Linked DNA regions of Mus musculus: regions 2, 3, 4, 5, 6 and 7 are each linked to region 1. A link is a contact called in public HiCAR-type, HiChIP or PLAC-seq and promoter capture Hi-C data. All regions are on one chromosome and are shown on one strand. Each heading gives the region's core, a stretch centred on a gene start, on an enhancer-like site or on the middle of the called end of the contact. The rest is flanking DNA. Distances are from core to core; before and after follow the strand shown. Region 1 holds the start of Tmx4 (thioredoxin-related transmembrane protein 4). Region 2 holds the start of Shld1 (shieldin complex subunit 1). Region 3 holds the start of Mcm8 (minichromosome maintenance 8 homologous recombination repair factor). Region 4 holds the start of Crls1 (cardiolipin synthase 1). Region 5 holds the start of Lamp5 (lysosomal-associated membrane protein family, member 5). Region 6 holds the start of Bmp2 (bone morphogenetic protein 2). Region 7 holds the start of Plcb4 (phospholipase C, beta 4).

Region 1 (2,813 bases), core at 211-2,710:
CTAGCCAGAAATACATAGTGATACCCTATCAAATAAAAGAAAAAGACATTTCTCTCAAATAAGATAGGCCCTCATTTCCATCCAAATAGGTTATTCATATCCATAGCCTTATAGTTTTACTGATCTGATGATTTAACTGGAGTACTGCATTTTGAGGTCTAGATAGCGCCTTAGTTTGAGGGGATAAGTACCCATTATGTTCTTTAATTTACATATTTTTTACCCTGATTTCAGGCATCTACTTACAATCTGAACTGAAGAATTCCAAATGTGCCCTTGGATAAGTTTTTTAAAAAAATACAATTTTGAGAATATCTATATCCTCAACATAAAATTAATTACCAAATGGTAGTGATAAATCTGTATTGCCTGAGACCACCAGCTATGGTAAAGTGGTCTCATAAATTATGTTCCCAGACATTTTTTCATTTTCCCTGGATGCCCATGAGTCTATGAGCCTTTTCAGATGACTGCCCCCTTCCCTGGTATTAATTTTATATTACAATCAACATAAATCCCTTCCCTTTGTCCTGACAGCTTCACATAACCTTCGTGCATGGCACTACGCACCACTTACAGACTTCTGTTCTTCAAAGGGGGCTACTTGTTATTGCCCTTTATGCCTTTGGCGCAGTCCAATTATGATACTGGCTCAAAAGTCCTACCTCTAAAAATTATGGCGTCGGAATTTAATTTCTTTTTTAATTTAGCCACCCGTGTTTATGCTTTTGCCCCACAAGGACATCTCAAGGTCTTCCAAAGGAAAAGTGGTATTTCACACAAACTGGTCTTCCTTCCCTGTTGCAATGGTGTATTTCAACACACCTTACCTAGCTGTATGCATGCCTGAATAGCTGCTCCTTTTCTAATATGGCTATACCTCTGAGGACTTATGGTTTTCTTCCCCCTTTCCGACTCCTCCCCCTGGTGAACTGCCTCCTCCATTTCTAAAACACTTCTGGCCTAATGCAATGGTGAAAGCGGCTAAGGATGCAGGCTTTGCTTCTTCATCCGCAGCCTGACAGCGCAGGGCAGGCAATGTGCGCATGCTCATTGCGAAGGCCGCAGCCCGCCGCCGCAGGTGCTGGCAGGCAGGGACGTCGCGGCCCGGGTCTAGCCCGGGTTAGGACAACGGGCACCGCGAGGACGAAGCGACGTGCGGGGTGGGTGGGGACACTCACAATTTCAGCATCCACTCGCCCTCCATCACCAGCGTCCAGTTGGAGGCGGTCATGGGCTGCACACGGCTCTCCTCGGCCGGCAGCGCGGCCTGCTCGAGACCCTCGGCCGCTGCCGCTGCGAGCCAGGCGGCCAGGAGTACCGGGACGCAGAAGCCGCCTGTCATGGTGGCGCCTGTGAGGTAGCTCAGCTCTCTGAGGGCGGGGAGCAGTGGCTGGGCTTCTCACCCCAAGCAACCGCCTTCACAGAGGTCTGAGGAGAGGCCAACCCGCCTCTGCGCCGTGCTCCGAGCCACGCCTGCCGCGCCTCCCTCAGCCTCTTATCTGCCCGCCCGGCAAGGCCACGCCCAGCCACCCTGACCACGCCCCCAACGCACTGTGGGAAGGCGGTTGCCAAAGCAACCGTCTGCAGTTTCCCAAGGCAACGGCCTGCTCTTCCTGCTGACTGTCTGGCTGAAAATATACAAATGACCCAATGCTGTTTTACCGACTGCTTGCTGTTTCTCTAAAGGGAAACGTGGCCATTGGCTAAATAAACCCATCCCCCATTTCATGTTAACAAAAATATCCAAGAATTGTGGAGTGGACCATGGCGACTGAAGGGAAGGACAATTAAAAAGCTCTCTGCATGCACACACTACTGGAGCAGCCTTGCCCAAACAGATAAAACTAGATTAATTATAAATCTAGATAATGCAGCCTTTTAAAAAATAATTTTTAAAAATATTTTATAGACTTTTAAAACACATGTATTAACAAAATGAATCTGTTCCTATTGCTACTTGCAGTGAAATGGACACCATTTTTCTTCCAGCTACAACTTTGTCAGAGTCATACATGATTTCTGTGGATTTACAGATACACATTAGACGAATCTGTACCCTGGAACTACCACACCTTGGTGTAACACAACTGGAGGGCCCATGAGCTTATTTAGGTGTCTAAATTGTAAAATTCAGTGGTGCAGCTAATATACCTACAAATGTGATTTCTGTTCCTAGCATAAAACACAGCTATGCAATTCAGAGTACTTGAGAGTACTTAACGTCAGCCTCTAGTCCGTAATATAGAAAAGATCAAGTTTGCATGCAGAGGTGTTGTCTTGTTGTCTGGATAAAATGTTATAGTGTGCACATTGAGCCTACAATGCTGGTAGAAAGTATTTTACTGTGCTTATAAAATATTCATAAACAGAAAGTCTATCATTTTCATTGTAGCATTTTTAGCACAGAGACAGAGACAGAAACAGAGAAAGGGGTGAATAAATGGAATGCTTATGCTTAGAATTAACTGGCTTTAGAGCATGGGGGTGGGGCTGAAGGTACAAAGAGCAAGAGTGATGCAAGTTTAGTCAGTGTTGAAGCTAATCGCATCTTTTTCATGTATACATTAGTTGGAAATGAGAAATCAAAGAAGCTCAAGAGGCACAGAAGAAAACATTAGTAATGCATTTCTCATGTCTAGCAGAGATTGTTTCCAGAACAATCCCATCTCCTGCATTTCGGATGAAAGAGGAGGATGCTCAGAGGATTACGCAAGGATTGTAGGAGGGGCTTTCCTTCTAGGAAGCACAGAGTAGGATAGGGGCATAGCTGCCTGCCCCTGCTATGGCATCTGGGTCGCTGTGCTTCCTAG
Region 2 (2,813 bases), core at 94-2,593, 2.0 Mb before region 1:
CTGGCCTGGAATAGATAACTATTTATTTATTTATTTATTTATTTATTTATTTATTTATTTATTTATTTATTTGAGACAGCGTTTTACTATCTATCTATGGCTGGCCTGGAATAGATAACTAGACTAGGATGGCCTTGAGTTCACAGAGAACAGCCTATTTCAGCCACTTGAGCAGTGGATTCTAAAGACATTTATCACCACAACTGGCTCAAGCACAACGCTTAAATATTTTAAAATATTTTCTGTGTGTATGCCTGGTGCCTTTGGAGGTTAGAAAAGGACAATGGGTTCTCTGGAACTGGGTTTAGAAAAGGATGTCAGCTGTCATGTAAACACTGGAAACTGAACCCAGGTCCTCTGGAAGAGCAGCCCATGTTCCTTACTGCTAAACCATCTCTCTAGCCCCTAAAGCAGTAATTTGAAAACATTCCTCTAACTTGCAGGACTCCTAATGTGTGGGGTCTCACCCAAAGGTAGGGATCTGGAGGGGCTGTAAATATACTGGACCCCTCAAGACTATGGTGGGGGAGAAAACCGTCCAATTAAACAGAATTGTTTTAGACTAGCTTTTTACAGTAGTAGGCCCAGTGGACAGAACCAAACTGGAATGGAATCTTTTGTGCTAAGTGCCACTTAAATGAACTTGAAACAAGCTTGCTTTCTCCATAGTTCTGCTCAACACAATCTCCTTTGTTTAAACCTATAAGGATAGTACCCTAGAACTTGGGCTTTTCATTCTCTTTCCATTTCTCCCATAAGAAAATATGGGACGTCTCCCCATAAGCAGATCCATGCTGCTCTAGAACTCTCCACTAGCTCTAGGCTGAGTTTGTTCTGGTTGTGTGCTTTCTTGAGAGGGGTGGAATTTGGGACCAAATTCCAGACACCGATTCACATGCTACGCCATATCCCCAGCCCCTCGAATTTTGTCTTTCAACAGTCAACCCTTTTGTTCTTTTGTGTGGTCCTGAAATTTTAGCCCGAATAGAATCCATGTAACAATATTAAATTATTCTTAATGCTGTCTGAGAGAATTTTGCTAGCCTAAAGCTCCTGATCGTCTTGCCTCACAACGTCCTCCCAAGGCCTCGGGTTCAGACTGTACTTCCAAGGCCAGTTTTCGTCTTATGTCCTTTTTAAGAGACTTTGCATGTTAACAGTTTCCCAGTTTCTTTGGAGTCGGACAAGGACACTTAGAGCAACTAAATATCCCAGATGACCGTCCTGCTGCAGGAGTTCAGGCAAATGCCCTCAGTTAAGATGGCCGCAGCTGACTTGCCTTGACCTTTTCTCGCCTCAGCAAAGACGGGTTCAACAACTTCCTTTTAAACTCTGCTTTTCCCATAACAAAGATGGAGCCAGCGCTTCCGGTTCCGGGCTCTTGCGGTCAGCCGGTGAGTGACACGGGGCTCTGAGAACCTCTGCCGGTTTTTCTGCCGTTCTGGAGGGCGGTGGGAAGGGAGCGGGGAAGCGAGGAGGGAGGGGGAGGAGCGGATGGTTTATTCCGCCGGTTTCCCTGGCACCTGCCCCGCCCCGCCCCTCCGCTCCAAGCTCCGCCCACTGCGCTCTTTTTACCTCGCTCTGGAATTAGTAGAGATCAGGATTAGTTCCAGTCAATTATTTATTTTGGTTTTGTTAAGGCTTTTATGGTTTTGGTTTGCATATATATATAGTCTCTCTACATAGCTATGGTTGTCCTGGAATTCACTATGTCGATCAGGCTGGCCTCGAACTTACAAATAGATCCTCCTTCCTATGCTGGCATTAAAGGCGTGGGCTACCAGGGGTCTATTATAATTTTAAACAGCAGTATTAGTAACTTGATGTTTCCATAAAAATCAAAAGTGTAAACTACAGTCTGTTTTGTACGTTAGCCTAATTGTGCACTTGTGATAACCCTGGACTGTTCTCATCACGCCAAGGAAAACTATTTATTGAGGAACACAGTCCAGAACCAGAGAGCTTCGCTCCGCCCACCACTTGCCCCTACCCCAGTCCTGGGCTATGACCAGAGTGCTGTCTGTCTCTAGGGTTGTTTAATTTGCATTGTATATAAACGGAATCAAAAAAGTATGTGGCTAGATTCTTGGGGCAGGGATTTGCAAAGCTTGTTTTGGGGACTTGAGAGAATTGCATTCCATGGATGACTTAACAATGCCTATCTTTATGGAATCGTATTGCATATTCTTATTTTTATGTTGAAAAGGACCTTCCTGTCTGTTTTCTGAATTTCTCCATCAATTGCCCATCAGTGTGATTCTACTTTGGGACTTACCTTTCTCTTTCACTTCTATGTCTTTGTGTCAATATTCTTGTCTTCATTCCAGGATCTCCATCACATCTGACTTGCACTATTTGTTTTGTTTTGTAGGGATAGTTTGGGCATTAGTAACATCATATTTTATTTTTTATTTTGTTATGTTTTATTTTAGTTTATTTTTAGGACAGGGTCTCACTATGTAGCTCTGGCTGGCCAGGAACTCACTATGTAGTTCAGTGGGCTCTAAACATACAGAGCTGGGCTTATGTCTGCTAGAACTAAAGGCATGGGCCACCACCCCTGCGAATAGCACCATCTTAAGATACTGGCTTCTGGTGCACGAACAAGGAAGGTCTTCCATTTCTTTAGTGCATATTTAACATCTTGTGCATATTTAATACAGCCGTGTTTCATTTCTGTGCCCTTACAAATGGAAAAGGTTCTTAATTTTTCTTTTGAGGTTGTATCACTTGTCTAAAAATACAAGTGATTTGTGTATGTGTTTGGTCTTGTATCTTGCAAACTTGTGTAAGTTGTTTATTTAAAAATTTTT
Region 3 (2,813 bases), core at 227-2,726, 1.8 Mb before region 1:
AAAATTAGGATCGTGGCTTCCTAAGAACAGGGATAGTAAAAAGAGCTTACAGCTGACTCTTTAGGGAGCTGGAGAAATGACCCAGCACTCGAGAGCACTTACTGCTCTTCCACAGGATCTGACTTTGGTTCCCAGCACCCAAGTTGTGTGGTTCCCAATTGGCTGTAACGCCAACTCCAGGAAATACAAAGCATTTGGCCACTGAGCGCACAGGAATTCACATACTCAAGCCCACAAAAACACACACACACACACACACACACACACACACACCTTAAAACAATACTAGGTCGTTTTTTTGTTGGTTTTTTTTTTTTTTTTTGAGACTGGATTTCTCTGTGTAGCCCATCAAACAAACTAATTAACAAAAAGAGTACCTTTTAGAACTAAAGATACAGTATGTCTCCTTGGTAACAAAAAGGATCATCTAACAAAACACATTATAAAAAGGACATTCAAATGGTTGTATCAGAACATGAAGCAAGCTGAGTGTGGTGAAGCAAACCTGTAATCCCACCACTTGGGAGGCAGGAAAGTGTTTGCTTCAGCGGGCCATCAGCAAGCACCAGTATGTATACTGGGCTTAAGCTGGCCATGTACCTTGTAGTAAGTTCTCTTTTCTTACAGTAGACAGATTTTTCCCACTGGGATCCAGAGAATAAGACTGCCTACCTGCAAGCCATACTATGTGTAAGAGATCTTTCTTATCTCCCTTTTCTCTTACTGAGGAAGTTGGATTTATGAAGAAAGTGGGGAGCTGGGAAGAGAGTCAGACATAAGAGATACGAATGTGAAAGGTTGGATAAATTCTGTAAGACTAGTGAGGCTCTTCCCCCGCCCCCCAAGAATCCTCGGGAAAGCACCCTCCTGAGTGGGAGTATCAAGAATGGAATTCTTGGGAAGAGAATTTGGCGCAGAAGGTAGAATAGAAAGTTGGGGAATGAAAGGTAGAGGCGAGTACTGTACCCGTAAGCCAAGGATGCGGCAGGATCCCGGTGGGAAGGCCTCAGTGATAGGAAGACCTGAGTGGTAGCAATAAGGGCTGGGGAGCGGGATTCAAAGAGCCAAGAATGGGGCACAGGAGGGAGTGATTATCCGGGTGGTGGTGCGCGCTGCCCAAGGCCAGCAACCAGACTCACTTTCTCCGCTGGACTTGCACTGCTTTGAACACATCTTCTCGCTTCAGCACCACGAAGTCACCGTCATGGATGCAGTGGTCCCCGAGAGGCGGGGGCGGTGAGCTCGGCTGCTCCGCAGCTGATGCCTCCATGGAAGCCAGGTAAATTTCAACCTCCGTTTTTGCTCCAGCCGCTAGGAGCCCGGCACGACCAGGAGGGACCTGCGTCTCCGCCGGCACCGCCCCCACGTGCTGCACGCCGCTTCCGCTTTCCGGTCCGGACCTCGGGACGGCTTCCGGAAGCCTGGCGACTTCCGTCTCTCTGAACTCTTTGATTGGCTACACTTCATCCCGCCCCCTAGTCGCGTGGCTTCCTTAAGCAGAAGCGCGTCATAGACGCGCCAAAAAAGAACTTCAAGCGAGGTCCGAGTTTGCCTTCTGGGCTTGTGCTCGGCCTTCCCCGCCCTGCGTCTGGCGTTCTGGCGCGCAGTGACGCGGGCACCGGGCGGCTCCGGAGACGGAGTGTCCGCGGAGCCCTGCGTGAGAGTGTATACGGCTTACGGCTCTGTCGCAGGCTCCGGGGCTCCTGAAAGCAGGACGCGAGGAAGACGGGGAGTCAGGGATTGCGTACGACTTTTCTCAGGCTGCTTCCCTATGTAGATGTTGGAATCGCCACCGTTCTCAGTATGTTATCCTGTTGGATCGATGTGGAACGTAGTGTTGCGATGGAATGTCTCATCCTGAGGATCCTGAAGACTTGAGCTTTTATCACAGGGCTATCACAAGCAACCTTGATTATTATTAGTTTGCATACTTGCGAATCTTTTATTTATTAAAACCTCTTAGGGTTAGAACAGGTTCTCCTAATGAATTACAGCACAGCGTATGAATCTATCAATAGTTTGTATCTGTGGGATAGGAATTTTTAAGTGGAGTTACTTTCTTTTGGAACAGTTTTAGGACAGCCTGCCACAGAAAGTAATACAGCGAAGATTGGGCTATGTTATTTCCCTAGTATCGTACTGGTGAGGATTATTTTCAGCCAATACTGCCCAATATTAGTTCCACACAGAAAACCGGTTCAAGTTAACTCCTTGATTTCTCTCTTGGTGGTTTGTTGAAAACTGGTATTGAATAAATGTCTATGGTGTACCTTAATCATGATGGAGATTAAAAGAATTAACTATACAACACATAAGGTTTATACTGCAGCATGGAACTTTGCAAGCCTAAGTGCTGGTCTTAAACACAGTACATTAATCCCCCCCTTACTATGTTAATACATTTTTTAGGAGTGCTCTTGACTTGTGGAAGACATGAGTGGTGCTTATAGAGGCAGAGGTTTTGGACGAGGAAGATTCCAAAGCTGGAAAAGAGGAAGAGGTGGTGGGAACTTCTCAGGAAGGTGGAGAGAAAGAGAAAACAGAGTTGACCTGAATGAAGCTTCAGGAAAGCACGCTTCTGGTACGTGCACGCAGGGATCGATATGTTTTCTCTCGGGAAAGAGACAATTCAAGGGCCGGTAGATGCCAGAGTAGGTAAGGGGGACTGCTGCCAAGTGAGGACCCTCAGGTCCCTGGAACCTACATGGTGGAAGGAGAAAACTGACTCCATAAGCTGCCCTCTGACCTCCACATATGCACTATGGCATGTGTGGGCCTACTAGTGTGCACAGGCAACATAATGTAAAAAGAAA
Region 4 (2,813 bases), core at 135-2,634, 1.8 Mb before region 1:
GTCAGCTGGTTAGATTAGCTGCAAGCAGCTCCATCAGTTGACCCATCCATCCCAAAATGGGCCGATCAGACCACTGTATACAAGGGGATGACTAAGGCTAAGACTATATACAAGGGGATGTAACTCTAATTATGAACAGAAACTGACTTTGTTTTTGTTTTCGAGACAGATTTTCTCTGTGTAGCCCTTGCTGACCTGGAATTTACAGATATCTATCAGCCTCTGCCTCCCAAGTGCTGGGATTAAAGGCATGCACCACGGCCACCTGGATTTATCTTTTTACTTCTTTTTCTCTTTGTTTCATACCACTGCTTAGATTTTTCTTCTCTTTTCCTCTTCTTTCCTTTTCTTCATTTTTCTTTCTTCCTTTTTTAATTAAAAAGAAAAGTCTAGGCCTCTCGCAAAAACCAAAACAAAATAAAGATGATCTTGATAAAAAGCTCCTTAAGACTACAATCCTTAGCCGGGCGTGGTGGTGCACGCCTTTAATCCCAGCATTCGGGAGGCAGAGGCAGGCGGATTTCTGAGTTCGAGGCCAGCCTGGTCTACAGAGTGAGTTCCAGGACAGCCAGAGCTACACAAAGAAACCCTGTCTTGGAAAAAAAAAAAAAAAAGACTACAATCGTCAAATGTGATGTGGGCTTTACGAACAACTTCCAGGTGAGTGTGTGCCATCACAGACTGGGCTGAAGAACAGTGGAAAGACTGCAAGACATCACCACGTGGTGACCTTTCACTGGTTTGGTTCTTGCCCGACCTGGATTCAAGGCCCTGGGTTCAAGCTCAAATCTATAACAAAATGGTAGGTTAGGTAAGGTTATAACAGTGAACTGATTTGTTTCTAATTCAGACTTAGAATAAGCAGGTTTCTCCTGTCCACGGGCTTCTGTACCTGTAAAAGTAAAGGCAAATACAGAAGGCATGTTAGAGTTGTTGAGAGGATAAATAATGACACTATAACGCATACAGTAAGCACTTCCCAAGTAAACAATTAGTGATTGCTATTATTGACATTTCCCTTTGCTCTATTCATATGCATTTAGTGCTAAGGAAGCAGAGTAGGTACTTAACTACTTTGATGCCAACACTAATGCTTTACATCTCCAGTGATAATACAGAGCCATGCACACCAGCGGGCCACTTGGCATCAGGCAGGCCTGATATAAGTGGCTTCCTGTGGCCACGTGGCACTCGCTCTTGGTCTTCCCTACCTGTCATTCTTCTTAGCCTGCAGGCACTAGCGGCTCTACTCACTAGTCAGGTCTTCCTAACCTGCGGGCCTTAGCTGTTCGTGCTCGCCGCTGCCGCGCGGGGGCGCCGGTGAGCAGAGCGGCTGGGTGTCGTGAAAACGTCGTGAAAGCTGACTCCCTTGGCGGTTCAGGCCACCTGTATAAGCGGAAAGTGCCAGAGTGTAGAAATTAGTATGGAGCTGTCCATACGGCCTCGGCACCGCTCGACTTCTCTAGAGAAGCTGGCAGCCGGTGCCAGGGGCGTCTGAGTTCTCGACTCTTGGACTCCGTGGAGGCCACACGGCCATGTTGGCTTGGCGCGTGGCGCGCGGCGCGTGGGGCCCTCTTCGCGTGGCCCTCCGGCCTCCGGGGGCGCGGCTCGGCAGGGGCGGCTCCCGCAGGGCCCTGCTGCCGCCCGCGGCCTGCTGCCTCGGCTGCCTGGCTGAGCGCTGGCGGCTGCGGCCGGCCGCGTTCGCCTTGCGGCTGCCCGGCGCCGGCCCGCGGACCCACTGCTCGGGCGCGGGGAAGGCAGCCCCGGAGCCCGCCGCCGGAGGAGGAGGTGCCGCCGCGCAGGCCCCCAGCGCCCGATGGGTCCCGGCGAGCGCCGCCAGCTCGGTACGTGCGAGGGAGGGTCGGCGGGACGCAGGTGACGGGCTCGGCGCTCTGTCGCGACACTCACCCGGTGTTCTGGGAAGTTACGGGCAGCCAGGGCGTTCGATCTTGGTGAACTTCAGGGGTCCCCCGCCGGGTACAGTCTCTGGCCAAGTTGAAACCCACTGTAATCCCCTTGTGTGCACACCCGTTGCTGGGAGGTGTGTCTACACGTTGCATAGGTAAAAACAACCATCGCTCGTCTAGTTAATCTGTTTTTAATTTTTTGAAGTGAATCTTCAGGGTTAAGTTCGGCGGAACCATAAGAACGGCCCTTCTGTCCGTTTGTGCAGATTACATCATCCTTTGGTCTTTAGCAGTATCACGGAGGATAATTATCTGGCTTAGGTTGTAATGAAAAGATCTTTCAACTTTGTATTATAGAAAGCTTCAGACTATTCTTGACGTAACAGAAGGATTTGTTCACCTTGCCTGGTAAGATAACTTCCCAAGCAGGTGACACCAGAGCATGAGTGTGGCCCAGCTTTTGATGTCATGTTAGCAAGTCCATGCAATTATTACATCTTCAATTGTTAGGTCTTCAGCGGCCACTGTACTGCCCTGCTCTCCTCAGTTACACAGCATGGGCTGAGGTGGCCACACCCCGGCAGGGGTCACAGCTTCAGGCCTAGCTTTAAAACTCTTGGAGATTGAACGCCGCCGGATGCTTTGAAGTTGCCCTCAACCTGGCTGAAGCCCTTCCCAGCACAGTTGGCCGAGTATGCCACAGGTTATCTGGTTGGGTAATTTGAGATTAAGCTTTGTCGACTTTCACAAATGTCCAAATGTAATAACTAGATATTAATGAGCTTTTTGTAGGGTTTTGTTTTTCGAGACAGCTCTTCTCTGTGTAACAGCCCTGGCTGTCCTGGAACTTGATCCGCTGGCCTCGAACTCATGAGATTCACCTGCCGCAGCCTCCCGAGTGCTGAG
Region 5 (2,813 bases), core at 191-2,690, 1.4 Mb after region 1:
ATATTACAGCAATATTTTTAAATAAGAGAAATTACATCCTGCAGAAGGTTGTAATCCTACATCACACAGAGAGAGAGAGACACAGGTAGAAAGACACAAAGAGAGACAGACAGACAGACAGACAGACAGACAGACAGGAAGACAAATAAAAACAAGGATGAATGTGTTCTTGCTTTATAAGTCTTACAGTATCTCAGAAAAAATAAGTGTTTCATAATTGTTAACAGATGATATATGTTTTATATATGTAATAAGAATTGAAATTATATGAATAACAATTTGCCTCCATTTTGTATATATAATCACTTTCACAAGATTGTTGCCATTTTTGATGAAATTCCAAAATGCAGATATATATCAAAAGATATAGTGCTTCAGTATTAATTAATATAGTGCTACAAGTATTAATTGTAATACTTTACAATTTGAGTTGCTATTGATCTAATTTTTGATAGAAGGATTTTTTTGAAAAATTAAATACACAGAATTATATTGGCAATTTGAAGCAAATACTATGTTAGAGCATATCAGTTCTTAAATTGGCACTTTATAGATGTAAAAGTGTGAATTATTAATATTTTTAGGTTTCAGTTCATTTATCATTTAATAAAAAATTGTAGTGGCGGTCATAATATGCTAAGTTTTAGAATGAAAGTGTTATATAAAGAGAAATGATTACGATCCTTGTAAATGTAAAACACGTGATTTTTTTTCTATTTTAATTCAAACTGGCCATATGACTTTGGGAAGGTCATTGAATTTCTCAATGTCTCACTTTGGGGGAGGTATAACAATAACAATAACCTCTATTTTCATTTGCTCAGCTTCTAAAGTCATGGAGAGATTCAAACTGACAACATAGGTAAAATGCTTTGCAGTTTGTCCTTTAACACGACATTGGCTATGTCATTATGTTTAAGGCGATTATTATTTATTGACCTAGTGCAATATTCTCTAATAAAAGAAATATTTGGACATCATTACAATTAATTAGAGCACCATGACTATTCCCCCAAAAAAGGTTCATTCTGATTTATTAGAGCAAGAATTAAAAAGAAAAAAATCAGCGAACTACCAAAATGCAAATACAGGAATTATCTAGCGATGTTTGTCTTTCTGCTCCCCAGAAGCTTTAGCGTAATACCAGCCTGTTTTCATTACATAACTATAGGTCTTTACTTACACCATAGTTCTAAAATTTCTGTCCTATGAGACCCCAGATAACCCTGTCTGCTCCCAAGATTTAGGTTTATTTGCAACCCTCTTAACAGAGTGATCACAGCTTACTGCATGGGGCTAGCTCAGGCCACATGCCCTCAGAGATAGATCTCACTGGTCACTGGGTCCCAAAGGATATGCGGCATGGCCTGGACCCCCCCACCCCCTTTGAGGAGATATCATTTTAACCTTATACTCAGCAGCTCTTGAGTGGGTACAGATGTCTCTGAAAGCCGGAAACTGTTGCCATAGCATTTTCCTTCTCTGTTCCTGCCTACCTTCCTTCTCCAAAGAATGAACAATCTGAAACAAATCTATTGGTTTGTTTCAAGAGCAGAATTCGGAGCTCCGGTGGTGTTATATCTACAGTACATACTGGCTGTACCTGGTGGGAGGGTTTAGCAAGTCCGAGGGTGGCATTAAGTTTCCTAGGACAGAGTCATCTTTGCAGATACCATTGCAGAGCAGTATACAGACCCAGGGAGAAATTTCCTCCCCCACACCACCCCAATCCCATTGGCCTTCTAGACAAGCCAAATTACAAGTCCTGAAACACAACCTCGTTATTTCCAGAACTCTCAGCGTGGACAGCTCCTGCATCCTGGGTGCTTCCTCTGCAGTGTGCGGCGGGAGAGCCATAGCACCCAGTGCAGCACGCGACTATCCCGCGCGCTCCCTCCTCCCAGTCCGCCCCCTCCCTTAGCTCACTCTACCGGCCACTTTGAGGGATTTCCTCCCGGGGCGGCCTTTGCAGCAGAAACACATCTGCCTGGTTCGCGGCAACAGCATGGATCTCCGAGTAAGAACCCTTCTTGGTGGAGACAGACTTCGGATTCTCCTAATGTTCTTCCGTGAGTAGCGTCTGGGGACCAGGGGTACTGAATGCACTCTGCAGCAGAGAATCTAATACACCGAATAAAGCCCTCTGATTTCACTCTGTTGTACTAGGTCTTTATGCTTGTGGTTATTTGGGGCTGGTGAGTGTTATGACCCATCCATATCAGAGAACTCCCAGAGAGCCACACACCTGTATGGCATCTCCCAGACAGAGCGCTAGACACGCCGAACTCATGGCTGTGATGGTGGGGCATAGCACTGCCAAGAAAGATTTAGCTTTAACCGCGCTCCCTAAACCCCCAGGGTGTCTGTGTGTATGTGTGTATGTGTGTAAGTGTGTGTGTTAAAGCCTAGTCGTATTGCAAATAAGAATTTAATTTTATTTTAGCTTCTGTTTTCATTATAAATTATCAGCAGTAAATATGAGTTTGGTGGCGGTAGACTAGAGAAATGGCTTGCGGAGCACACTGCTTCGAGCAGGGAACTTTGCCTCTCCAAAGCCTGCAGAGAACCAGCTCAGGTGTCCTAAAGCAGAGGGCTAGTTGAGCCCGAGAGCAATGAAATTGCTTTCCTTGTTCCGCAGATGTAATGGTCCAAACCGTGGCAGAACAAGAAGTGGAAAATCTTTCGGGCCTTTCCACGAACCCCGAGAAAGACATATTTGTGGTGCGGGAAAATGGGACGACGTGTCTCATGGCAGAGTTTGCAGCCAAATTTATTGTACCTTATGATGTGTGGGCCAGCAATTATGTGGATGT
Region 6 (2,813 bases), core at 230-2,729, 1.1 Mb before region 1:
GTTTCTTGCTTTGCTCCTTCCGCCTCCGCGATGACAGAAGCAATGGTTAACTTCTCAATTAAACTTGATAGGGAAGGAAATGGCTTCAGAGGCGATCAGCCCTTTTGACTTACACACTTACACGTCTGAGTGGAGTGTTTTATTGCCGCCTTGTTTGGTGTCTCATGATTCAGAGTGACAACTTCTGCAACACGTTTTAAAAAGGAATACAGTAGCTGATCGCAAATTGCTGGATCTATCCCTTCCTCTCCTTTAATTTCCCTTGTAGACAGCCTTCCTTCAAAAATACCTTATTTGACCTCTACAGCTCTAGAAACAGCCAGGGCCTAATTTCCCTCTGTGGGTTGCTAATCCGATTTAGGTGAACGAACCTAGAGTTATTTTAGCTCCCCGACTGAAAAGCTAGCACACGTGGGTAAAAAAATCATTAAAGCCCCTGCTTCTGGTCTTTCTCGGTCTTTGCTTTGCAAACTGGAAAGATCTGGTTCACAACGTAACGTTATTCACTCTGGTCTTCTACAGGAATGCTCAGCCCATAGTTTTGGGGGTCCTGTGGGTAGCCAGTGGTGGTACTATGAAGGCTCCTGAATGTAGGGAGAAATGGAAAGATTTCAAAAAAGAATCCTGGCTCAGCAGCTTTGGGGACATTTCCAGCTGAGGAAGAAAACTGGCTTGGCCACAGCCAGAGCCTTACTGCTGGAGACCCAGTGGAGAGAGAGGACCAGGCAGAAAATTCAAAGGTCTCAAACCGGAATTGTCTTGTTACCTGACTCTGGAGTAGGTGGGTGTGGAAGGGAAGATAAATATCACAAGTATCGAAGTGATCGCTTCTATAAAGAGAATTTCTATTAACTCTCATTGTCCCCTCACATGGACACACACACACACACACACACACACACACACACATCACTAGAAGGGATGTCCACTTTACAAGTGTGTATCTATGTTCAGAAACCTGTACCCGTATTTTTATAATTTACATAAATAAATACATATAAAATATATGCATCTTTTTATTAGATTCATTTATTTGAATATAAATGTATGAATATTTATAAAATGTAATAATGCACTCAGATGTGTATCGGCTATTTCTCGACATTTTCTTCTCACCATTCAAAACAGAAGCGTTTGCTCACATTTTTGCCAAAATGTCTAATAACTTGTAAGTTCTGTTCTTCTTTTTAATGTGCTCTTACCTAAAAACTTCAAACTCAAGTTGAATATTGGCCCAATGAGGGAACTCAGAGGCCAGTGGACTCTGGATTTGCCCTAGTCTCCCGCAGCTGTGGGCGCGGATCCAGGTCCCGGGGGTCGGCTTCACACTCATCCGGGACGCGACCCCTTAGCGGCCGCGCGCTCGCCCCGCCCCGCTCCACCGCGGCCGCCCCGTAGGGCGCGCCGTCCACACCCCTGCGCGCCGCTCCCGCCCGCCCGGGGATCCCCGGCGCGCTGCGCCTCCGAGGGGGAGGTGTTCGGCCACGGCCGGGAGGGAGCCGGCAGGCGGCGTCTCCTTTAAAAGCCGCGAGCGCCGCGCCACGGCGCCTCCGTCGTCGCCGCCGGAGTCCTCGCCCTGCCGCGCAGAGCCCTGCTCGCACTGCGCCCGCCGCCGCTGCGCTTCCCACAGCCCGCCCGGGATTGGCAGCCCCGGACGTAGCCTCCCCAGGCGACACCAGGCACCGGACGCCCTCCCGGCGAAAGACGCGAGGGTCACCCGCGGCTTCGAGGGACTGGCACGACACGGGTTGGAACTCCAGACTGTGCGCGCCTGGCGCTGTGGCCTCGGCTGTCCGGGAGAAGCTAGAGTCGCGGACCGACGCTAAGAACCGGGAGTCCGGAGCACAGTCTTACCCTCAATGCGGGGCCACTCTGACCCAGGAGTGAGCGCCCAAGGCGAGCGGGCGGAAGAGTGAGTGGACCCCAGGCTGCCACAAAAGACACTTGGCCCGAGGGCTCGGAGCGCGAGGTCACCCGGTTTGGCAACCCGAGACGCGCGGCTGGACTGTCTCGAGAATGAGCCCCAGGACGCCGGGGCGCCGCAGCCGTGCGGGCTCTGCTGGCGAGCGCTGATGGGGGTGCGCCAGAGTCAGGCTGAGGGATGCAGAGTGGCGGCCCGCCCGCCACCCAGATCTTCGCTGCGCCCTTGCCCGGACACGGCATCGCCCACGATGGCTGCCCCGAGCCATGGGTCGCGGCCCAGCTAACGCAGAACGTCCGTCCCTCGCCCGGCGAGTCCCGGAGCCAGCCCCGCGCCCCGCCAGCGCTGGTCCCTGAGGCCGACGACAGCAGCAGCCTTGCCTCAGCCTTCCCTTCCCGTCCCGGCCCCGCACTCCTCCCCCTGCTCGAGGCTGTGTGTCAGCACTTGGCTGGAGACTTCTTGAACTTGCCGGGAGAGTGACTTGGGCTCCCCACTTCGCGCCGGTGTCCTCGCCCGGCGGATCCAGTCTTGCCGCCTCCAGCCCGATCACCTCTCTTCCTCAGCCCGCTGGGCCCACCCCAAGACACAGTTCCCTACAGGGAGAACACCCGGAGAAGGAGGAGGAGGCGAAGAAAAGCAACAGAAGCCCAGTTGCTGCTCCAGGTCCCTCGGACAGAGCTTTTTCCATGTGGAGACTCTCTCAATGGACGTGCCCCCTAGTGCTTCTTAGACGGACTGCGGTCTCCTAAAGGTAGAGGACACGGGCCGGGGACCCGGGGTTGGCTGGCGGGTGACACCGCTTCCCGCCCAACGGCGCAGGGCGCCTGGGAGGACTGGTGGAGTGGAGTGGACGTAAACATACCCTCACCCGGTGCACGTGCAGCGGATCCCT
Region 7 (2,813 bases), core at 115-2,614, 1.0 Mb after region 1:
TGGTCAGTAGCTCTCAGTCCATCTCCCTTAAATTGGTAAATTATTTTTTTCTTTCTCGTTTTGAGACAGGGTTCAGGTTGGTCTTGAACCGACTGTATAGTTTAGGCTGCTCTGTAAACTAACTGGGATTACAGGCATGTACCATCACACATCACACTAGTTGATCAACTTTTGGTGGTTATTTTCTTTCTATCCATGCTGAAACGGCCAGAATGAACGAAGGGTGCGACACTTTGGGGTTTTCAACTGCTGTATCCACGGTGCCTGGACTGTTCCTTTGTGCCTACACTTCTGCCCTCTTCTCCATTTTTTTTTTAAGCTAACCTCTAAACCGACCCCTTTCCTCTTGACCCGCCAGCCCAGTTCAGGCAGCTGAGCATGCCCAGTTCAGCCGCCAGCATGGGCCCCAGTCCCCAGTGCGCAGGTGCCACGTCTCCGGGTTTTGGTGGCCGCCGCCAGGCAGGAGAGGGAGGAAGCCGAGTGGCCTCGGTAGGAGGAAGCCCTCGGGGAGTTCCGGAGCGGCTCCAGTGTAGGGTCTCCACAAAGGGTGACGCTGGATGCACATGGCCAGGCCGCCTCAGCAGGACTTCGGGCACCCGGGTGTCGGTTCAAAGGACAAGGAGAGCTGGCCACAGCGATCCCCAGCATCCCTGGAACCGAAGTCTGGGGGGGGGGGGTGGAGTGGGGTGCACGTCTCAGGATCACTTGGGGGAAGACTTTGGAAATCACTTTCTGGCTCAGTGTGAGCCCGTTGTAGTACTTCCTCCGGCAGATTGTTTTTCGGGCTGAATGAATAAAATCCCTGTCTCACAGTGCCTGCTGCAGTGTACAAGCTCTCCGTGTTTGTTCAATGTAACATAGACGAAAGCGCAGTTCCCGCTCCCCGCTCCCGGTTCTGGCTGGCTCGCACCCCCTCCTCCCGGGCCGGGCACCCGCTGAGTCCGTGGCCAGCGGCGCGTGGTGTCCCGCTGCTGGCTCAGCTCAGTCCCCACGGGCGCGCGCCCAGACCCTGCACCGGGAAGGCGGCGGCGGCGACCCCGGGACAGCCAACCCCCACCCCGGCCGGCCCGCGCGGCCCCGGTCCACCCCCAGCCCCGCCGGGCGCCGCACTGGGCATGCTCCGTAGCCCGGCAGGTTGGGGCTGCGAGGCGACGGCTTGGGCTCCAGAGGCAGCGTCGCGGCCGGGAGTAGGGGCGGCGGGCCCGGGGCCGCACGGGGCCCGGCTCGGCGGGAGCGGCGGGCGGGCGGCGCCCTGGGCAGCGGGCGGCCGAGGTGAGCGCAGCGGGGAGGCGCTGGCCGGTGGGGGGCGGAGGCGGCGGAGGGCGGGGCGGCGCCGGAGGGGCTCGGCGGCCGCGGCGGCGGGGAGGGGGTGGCGGCGCGCGAGCGGCTCAGGAGCCGCGCCGCAAACAGGCTCTCACACGCGCGCACACACACACACACACACACACACACACACACAGACACTCACACGCGCGCGCGCGAACACAGCGGGGCTCCCGGAGGCGGCGGTGGCCGCATCCCCGGCAGCGACTCGCCTGGAAGTGACAGGTAGGAGAAGGCGCTTTGGGTCCCGCCCGGGGATGCTCCCGCCGCTCCCAGCCCGCCGGGCTACTCGGCTTCCCGCGGGTGCGTCCCGGACGCGCGCGCGCGCCCCCGGTTGCCCTGCCGGGGACCCGGTGCAGGTGCGGGGTGCGAGGCGTCCTGCGCGGGAGGCAGGGGACCCCGCCGCCACCCGCCTCTCCGGCAATCATCTGCTACTGGGTTTCCTCTGCCTACCCGGACGTTCACCCTCTTCTGCGCTAGAAATAGCTCGGCTCGACGTGTATATGATTATTTTGGTTGGAAATAGTTGGCACTGTGCAACGCATGTAAATGTGTGTGCGTGTGCATCTTCAGCGTCTTCTGGGGACAGCTTACGAATGATAGACCGTTTCCAGTTGACACTGACAGGCTAAGCGCTCCTTCAGGACAGTATCTGGGCCTCCTAAAAGCATGTAAAAGAACATTGCTTTATTTTCAGAAGTTTAAAGTTGTTTTTTCTTAGTCAATTAGAAATTGTCTATATTGTACAATTTTTGAGTTTAGACTCAGTAAACTACTGAATCTAAGTGTGAAAACACAGAATTTTCCAATTGAACAACTCTAGAGTTATAAAGCCAGCATTTCTAGAAAGGCAAATGTCTTATATTCCACAAATATGCATGCATTTGAGATATGACTTTAAAAAAATAACCCTAAACTTCTATAGTGCTTCTTCCTATTTCTCTAAAGCAAGGGGCTTGAGATTTAATTTGGGGCAAAACATTCATGGACAGTCGCCATCTTTTGAAGTAGAAGTGGGATGCATAGTGGTCCATAAATTTAAATTATCCATTGGTGGAGATAATGTGTTGAATAAACATGGCTAGCAGTAAAGTCCATGCACAGGCAGGTGTATAATGCTTTGAAAAAAATTGAATTTCTCTTTTAAGGAAAAATCAGACCATAAAATAAAGATGACCAGGAAGAGCAACCAGTGACTTTTTACCTGGGTGGACTCCCAGGATCTCAGAAAGTGAAGAACTACTCTTTAGGGTAGGAAGATGTGTGTGTGTGTGTGTGTGTGTGTGTAAAATTTCAACTTAATCCTTTTAGTATTTTTAAGACTGATGTTTTTAAAGATGTGTTTGAACTGAGAACCGAATATTTTGAACCCTTCAAACTTTAATATCCTAAGTTGCAGAGTGATACAGAGGATGAGAAATTCCTCTCACTAGGATTTTGTGGTGTAATCCCTGACTGACTGTGTTATGTAATCTCGAATTTTTCCCCCA

What was found. Promoter capture Hi-C pulls out the DNA fragments that hold promoters and counts their contacts. HiCAR-type assays count read pairs that join an accessible place to other places. HiChIP or PLAC-seq counts read pairs in DNA pulled down with a chosen protein or histone mark.
Region 2: a promoter capture Hi-C map of the C10 cell line shows a contact between it and region 1, with 4 times the contacts expected there. The contact joins the promoter of Shld1 here to the promoter of Tmx4 in region 1. A contact is called at or near these places in 2 of 39 promoter capture datasets (the C10 cell line and pre-B cells).
Region 3: a contact with region 1 is called in a HiCAR-type map of astrocytes, with 3 times the contacts expected there. The contact joins the promoter of Mcm8 here to the promoter of Tmx4 in region 1. A contact is called at or near these places in 4 of 39 promoter capture datasets (the C10 cell line, cranial neural crest, liver and 1 more), 2 of 115 datasets of contacts at active chromatin or transcription factors (astrocytes and pro-B cells) and 1 of 9 other capture datasets (liver).
Region 4: a contact with region 1 is called in a HiCAR-type map of astrocytes, with 4 times the contacts expected there. The contact joins the promoter of Crls1 here to the promoter of Tmx4 in region 1. A contact is called at or near these places in 5 of 39 promoter capture datasets (the C10 cell line, hippocampal neurons, liver and 1 more) and 1 of 115 datasets of contacts at active chromatin or transcription factors (astrocytes).
Region 5: a contact with region 1 is called in a HiCAR-type map of astrocytes, with 2.8 times the contacts expected there. The contact joins the promoter of Lamp5 here to the promoter of Tmx4 in region 1. A contact is called at or near these places in 1 of 39 promoter capture datasets (hippocampal neurons) and 1 of 115 datasets of contacts at active chromatin or transcription factors (astrocytes).
Region 6: an H3K4me3 HiChIP or PLAC-seq map of stem cell-derived neural progenitor cells shows a contact between it and region 1, with 7 times the contacts expected there. The contact joins the promoter of Bmp2 here to the promoter of Tmx4 in region 1. A contact is called at or near these places in 8 of 39 promoter capture datasets (the 3T3-L1 cell line, the C10 cell line, embryonic stem cells and 5 more), 5 of 115 datasets of contacts at active chromatin or transcription factors (astrocytes, embryonic forebrain, extraembryonic endoderm stem cells and 2 more) and 1 of 9 other capture datasets (embryonic stem cells).
Region 7: a HiCAR-type map of astrocytes shows a contact between it and region 1, with 3 times the contacts expected there. The contact joins the promoter of Plcb4 here to the promoter of Tmx4 in region 1. A contact is called at or near these places in 1 of 39 promoter capture datasets (cranial neural crest), 1 of 484 Hi-C or Micro-C datasets (embryonic stem cells) and 2 of 115 datasets of contacts at active chromatin or transcription factors (astrocytes and embryonic stem cells).

What each region holds. Positions count from the first base shown.
Region 1 is chr2:134,642,661-134,645,473 of GRCm38.p6, forward strand. Tmx4 (thioredoxin-related transmembrane protein 4) reads right to left here and starts at 1,461. Exons shown (of 8, transcript NM_029148.1): 1 at 1,182-1,461. The coding sequence starts at 1,345.
Region 2 is chr2:132,685,588-132,688,400 of GRCm38.p6, forward strand. Shld1 (shieldin complex subunit 1) reads left to right here and starts at 1,344. Exons shown (of 3, transcript NM_001358260.1): 1 at 1,344-1,394.
Region 3 is chr2:132,814,665-132,817,477 of GRCm38.p6, forward strand. It overlaps Mcm8 (minichromosome maintenance 8 homologous recombination repair factor), which reads left to right and starts at 1,477. Exons shown (of 19, transcript NM_001291054.1): 1 at 1,477-1,801; 2 at 2,410-2,581. The coding sequence starts at 2,434. It overlaps Trmt6 (tRNA methyltransferase 6), which reads right to left and starts at 1,390. Exons shown (of 11, transcript NM_175113.3): 1 at 1,140-1,390. The coding sequence starts at 1,270.
Region 4 is chr2:132,845,282-132,848,094 of GRCm38.p6, forward strand. It overlaps Crls1 (cardiolipin synthase 1), which reads left to right and starts at 1,385. Exons shown (of 7, transcript NM_001024385.1): 1 at 1,385-1,844. The coding sequence starts at 1,536.
Region 5 is chr2:136,056,308-136,059,120 of GRCm38.p6, forward strand. It overlaps Lamp5 (lysosomal-associated membrane protein family, member 5), which reads left to right and starts at 1,441. Exons shown (of 6, transcript NM_029530.3): 1 at 1,441-2,069; 2 at 2,639-2,811. The coding sequence starts at 2,006.
Region 6 is chr2:133,550,680-133,553,492 of GRCm38.p6, forward strand. It overlaps Bmp2 (bone morphogenetic protein 2), which reads left to right and starts at 1,480. Exons shown (of 3, transcript NM_007553.3): 1 at 1,480-2,672. RefSeq lists promoters at 1-2,445, 1,442-1,640, 2,130-2,445 and a cis regulatory region at 458-468.
Region 7 is chr2:135,658,183-135,660,995 of GRCm38.p6, forward strand. Plcb4 (phospholipase C, beta 4) reads left to right here and starts at 1,365. Exons shown (of 39, transcript NM_001355153.1): 1 at 1,365-1,548.